2 separate regions of the Salmo salar genome follow, and region 1 is linked to region 2. The links are chromatin contacts, called in public Hi-C maps. All regions are on one chromosome and are shown on one strand. Each heading gives the region's core, a stretch centred on a gene start, on an enhancer-like site or on the middle of the called end of the contact. The rest is flanking DNA. Distances are from core to core; before and after follow the strand shown. Region 1 holds the start of LOC106585038 (phosphatidylinositol 4-phosphate 5-kinase type-1 beta). Region 2 overlaps LOC106585038 (phosphatidylinositol 4-phosphate 5-kinase type-1 beta).

What was found. Hi-C and Micro-C count contacts between places; a contact is called where the count stands out from the background.
Region 1: a Hi-C map of blood shows a contact between it and region 2, with 5 times the contacts expected there. The contact joins the promoter of LOC106585038 here to the enhancer-like site in region 2. A contact is called at or near these places in 3 of 3 Hi-C or Micro-C datasets (blood, gill and muscle).

Annotation. Positions count from the first base shown.
Region 1 is chrssa24:14,754,150-14,756,849 of Ssal_v3.1, forward strand. LOC106585038 (phosphatidylinositol 4-phosphate 5-kinase type-1 beta) reads right to left here and starts at 1,303. Exons shown (of 15, transcript XM_014170787.2): 1 at 1,015-1,303.
Region 2 is chrssa24:14,675,238-14,677,937 of Ssal_v3.1, forward strand. It overlaps LOC106585038 (phosphatidylinositol 4-phosphate 5-kinase type-1 beta), which reads right to left. Exons shown (of 15, transcript XM_014170787.2): 12 at 1,851-2,006; 13 at 576-696. Among protein-coding and RNA genes, the nearest start is that of polk, 49 kb to the left of the region's middle. Within about 2 kb of position 1,409, at least 2 of the 13 cell types and tissues checked have an H3K27ac peak or open chromatin away from gene starts, as enhancers often do.

The sequences.
Region 1 (2,700 bases), core at 53-2,552, 79 kb after region 2:
GTAAAGGGGGCTTTACTATTCTTGGGTAGCAGAAAGACTTTAGCTTCCCTCCAGGCCTGAGGGCACACACTTTCTAGTAGGCTTAAATTGAAGATGTGGCAAATAGGAGTGGCAATATTGTCGGCTATTATCCTCAGTAATTTTACATCCAGATTGTCAGAACCCGGTGGCTTGTCATTATTGTTGATATTCAACAATCATTTTTTTCACCTCTTCCACACTGACTTTACAGAATTCATTAAGGTGACCTGCTAAAAAGTATTATATATAGTGCGTGTATCCCTGAGGATGCCAGGTGTTGAAAAGTCCCAGGCTTCCCAGAGTCCTTGGAACACTGAGAAAGGTCCCCAACCTAGCCAATATTGATAACATAAGGGATCTCACCAGTAGATTGGTAGGCTTATTTTCCAGAAATCAACAACAGAAATGGGCTATCCAGCACAAACCCTATGTGTTCATCAATATGAGAGTCTAGCCTATTTATCACCAATGGCAACTGTAATGTGTTCAAGTACTGATACCTTGAGCTATTGCTACATGAAGGCTAACACCAAGGCGCCACTTCCTCGCAATATTACGTCATTTCACACTTTTCTGAATAAACTGTTTCTCAGAGTAGCACATCAACAGCTAGCAGTAAACCTTGCCAGACTGCAGCTAAATTCAAGTTAGCCTTATAAACTGGGGTGCACTACTAAGTGTTTTCTTTTGCAGGCCATTGGTAAACAAGTTCTGGTGTTCTCATCAACATTTCGCTGTAATAGTTGGTGGTCACGAAACGGGGTTAAGGTTATGTTATGTTGCATTTCCAGGCTTGACTATTTTAGTAATTTAACACGTCCTCGCCCTACTGGGAGGAAGCCGGTTAATCTTCGACTGACAATAACACCTTTGCCAGCAATTGCTGAAACGTCTCCTCATGTCATGTCACCTGACCAATATGGCACAACTCAAATAGATACTTCAACGGACAGGTAAATATCAGAATTATCAAGAATAACACATCAATCTTACCAGCTGTTCTTCCTCGTTTGGGTAGCGAAGTTGATCTTGTCTTTCCGTGTGATTTCAGAGAGTATTCCAGTCCCCTTTAGGCAATATTTAGAGAGCGCAAGTGGCTGTTAGTGCGGCTCCCTGCGTACGGTAGCCTATGCTGTATGTATCCGGCTACTGACAGAGAGGTAGACTTGGCTACACACAGTTCTCATTCTCCGCCTCTCAGCATAACCAGGCATTCAGTGCACCAACCTACTCTGATGTGATGCAGAACTTGTATAAGCAAGCCATCTACAGGGCAGTGACGGTAGGTTACAGAAGGTTTGATTTTCACCACTGATCTCCTTGCTGGTGTATGGTGCATTTCATTATGGGGAATAACGTCATCTAGTGGCTGACAACTTCCGTTGCATTTGGAATGTCTGCCAACAAAGTTGTACAATTCAATGGCTAAGTAGAAAAGGGTTCATTATAAACGGGCTTGCCCAAGACTAGTCCATGATCATGACTCTCAGTTCCATTACATTACACATAAGTCATTGGATGAAGACGTCTTCTGTATGGGGGAGTTTTGTTATGAGCAGCAACACTCAATTTGAACATTAACACCCATCGCTTGCGGGTACTGTTTTGGAAACATAGGAACCTTATCTTTAATATCAGCGAGAAAGTTTTTTCAAAAAACAAAAGGTTACATTGATACACACCCTGATAGGGTTAGTGTTCCCACACGGCCATATCACTATGTTACAGTGATTGTTTATGGGAGACAAGAGTCGGCAAACTGTGATAATTAGCTATCTAGCATGCCCCGAACACCTGTGTGTCAGTGTAACTCGGGAAGTGTAGTTTCGTCAGATGGAGGCACTCATAGCTGTTTAGATGGATCTATGCAAAACTGCTACAAGTGTATATGTTTTATTTTAAGGGTTCTTTCTCGCTGATTTAAAGAAAAGGGCCATATGTTTCAAAAGTCGTATCACAAGCAATGATGATTGACATTTCTGAACGTAAAACACAGTGTCGGGATTGTAGTCCACACGAGCCAGTCGTGGGTGAAGCTAATGGCTATAAAAGGGAGTAGGCAGAATGCCGCCTAGAGTTTTCGAGAGCTACTCCAAGACTAAAGAACCAACTACTATACAACCCACAGAGAACATGCAGAGGCACAGTTGACAAGGGAAAACTCCCTAGATAGGAAGGAACCTTGACGAACCAGACTCTGAGGGGAGACAGTTGCCTGTAGACAAACTGTCTGCTGATTTTGATAAAAGGATGCGTCTTCGACAGCAAACGACAGATGAGCATATACAGTGCATTTGTAAAGTATTCAGACCCCTTGACTTTTCCCACATTTTATTATGTTAGTCTTATTCTAAAAATGGATTACATTGTCCTCATCAATCTACACACACCCAATAATGACAAAGCGAAAATATTGTTTATGAAAAATATATTTTATGAAAATTATGAGACTCGAAATTGAGCTCAGGTGTATCCTGTTCCCATAGACCATCCTTGATTGGAGTCCACCTGTGGTAAATTAAATTGATTGGACTTGATTTGGAAAGGCACACACCTGTCTATATAAGGTCCCACAGTTGACAGTGTGTGTCAGAGCAAAAATCATGCCATGATGTTGAAGGAATTGTACGTAGAGGCCCGAGACAGGATTGTGTCGAGGCACAGATCTGGGGAGGGGTA
Region 2 (2,700 bases), core at 159-2,658:
CTGTTACATCTGGAGTATTTCTCTTGTCGTGTCCTGTGTGAATTTAAATATGCTCTCTCTAATTCTCTCTTTCTCTCGGAGGACCTGAGCCCTAGGACCATGCCTCAGGACTACCTGGCATGATGACTCCTTGCTGTCCCCAGTTCACCTGGCCGTGCTGCTGCTCCAGTTTCAACTGTTCTGCCTGCGGCTATGGAACCCTGACCTGTTCACCGGACGTGCTTGTTGCACCCTCGACAACTACTATGATTATTATTATTTGACCATGCTGGTCATTTATGAACATTTTTACATCTTGACCATGTTCTGTTATAATATCCACCCGGCACAGCCAGAAGAGGACTGGCCACCCCTCATAGCCTGGTTCCTCTCTAAGTTTCTTCCTGGGTTTTTGGCCTTTCTAGGGAGTTTTTCCTAGCCACCGTGCTTCTTTCACATGCATTGCTTGCTGTTTGGGGTTTTAGGCTGGGTTTCTGTACAGCACTTTGAGATATCAGCTGATGTACGAAGGGCTATATAAATACATTTGATTTGAAGGTCTAGAGGAAGCAGAGGTAGACAGCGGATAGAGGTACCTGTCTTCAGACTGGGTCTCCAGGTTGACAAAGATGGAGGAGGAGATGGTTCCCATGGAGGAGCCCTCGTAGAAGGATGGGGTGGCAGGGACGAGGTCAGGACGCAGGTAGGAGCCAAACACTGGGAGAAACACACACACACACACACACAAAGCTATGACCTCACTGAGAGACAAACACAAAGCCATGACCTCACTGATAATGCCTTCAGTCAGTCAATCTATGATCGCTGCTGTACTATTAGTCTAAAGAAGGTTGGACCCACAGGACAGAACATGTGTGTTTGATTTAATTAGATGAGATAATAAAGTGTGAATAAAACAATTATGTAAGTGTCCCTGCATGAACCTTCTATCCCTCAAAATAGTACGAGTAGAATTGGTTAACTGGAATAGAGTAAGCTATTAAAAATGAAACATTTCATTTGCTTTATGGAAGGGATCATCAACTAGATTAATATTTGATTAAAACAATCATTTCAAACCTTGCTGACATTTACATACGATCACGTCTCTCTACTTTAGAACACAAACACCACTTGGAGTTGATTTGCTGGTGTTTTTACAGTCTTTTATGTCCCCCCCCCCACAAAAAAACTTTGGGGCCAAATAAAACCACCCGTGGGCTGAATTCGGCACACGGGGTACACGGTATGTTATGTGACAGTTGTACATAGTGTACCAGGGTGTTGTTTAGTTAAAAACAGGGGAAAAAAATAGGATTTTCAATTAACGAAAGAAGCTATGTTGCAATATAAACCAAGACTTCCCTCTGCCTTATTCAGAAGTCCACACCCTCATCTCTTCCTGTAATATTGGCTAACAGTGGTGTTACCTCAGAGGAAGGTCAAGAGTTACGAAAGCTCAGTGGCTACTGCTGACGGTCCTGATTGTAACTCAGCCAGCCATATACAGCCCCGCCACTGGAGTCAGGGCCTGATAATGGATCCCCAAGAGACAAAGAGCGAGGGATAATGACGACTCGTTGATAATGCTAACTCAGTCGCGCGCACACACACACACACACACAAAATGGGCTGGCTGTAATAACAGGACATTTCAGTGAGGCCTGGACGTGGACGGGAGACAGTTTTATGGTGCTACTGAAGGACCTGTTTATGGGGAACAAGTGGTTCTGAAAGGTCCATCTATCCGGACATAGAGATGTGTTCTACATGACAGATCTGGCGAGCGAAAGTGACTTCTGTTTGGTGCTTTTGGCTCAACCTCAACCATGAATGTGTGGATGATTGATGATGGTGTGCTGCTGGTCTACCTTGTCCCTCTAGACTAGCCAGACTGCGTGCTCCTCCCAGCCTGTCCCGACTCTCCTCTTCGTTCTCCTCCTTCTGAGAAGACAGGATTTCCTGAGAGAACGACTTCAGAGCAGGGATGGACGTACGTGCTCTCTTAGAAGGGGAGAACCGAATGGCTGCAGAGAGAGAAACAGAGAGAGAGAGAGAGAGAAACAGAGAGAGAGAGAAACAGAGAGAAACAGAGAGAGAGAGAACAGAGAGAGAGAGAGAGAGAAACAGAGAGAGAGAGAGAGAGAAACAGAGAGAGAGAGAGCGAGAAACAGAAAGAGAAACGGAGAGAGAAACGGAGAGAGGAGGGGTAAATGAGTGGTGGGGAAGAGATAAGGAAAGAGGAGGGGGGGGAAGAGAGGAAAATAAGGAACAAGACAAGACAGGAGGTAGGGGAGAGAGTGAGTGGGTAGGGGAGAGAAGCAAGAGAGAAATAGGGAGAGATGGAGGGAACAGATTATCCTGATTGCAACCATTATCGTGCATAATCAGGCTCGGAGCGTCTGTCCCAAATTAGCAGTAAAAAGATCAAACTGTTAACGCATAATAATTATTACACAACTGTCCCCCAGACGTTCCATTCTGACTCCCAAGCAGAGCATGAAATCCTCTCCCATCGTATCTCACTGTGCAGAAGCAGGCATAATAACACCAGGCAGCTAAATCCCAAATCATCTTCATTAAATCAGCGGGCCACACTGTTCCGTAACACTGCTTTATATCATCTTGACATATTCCCCCGAGTCAAAACCCTGCAGTGAGAGGGGCTTCAGCCCCTTGGATGATTCCCAAATTACAACCACTGGGGGGCTGTCATGGCCA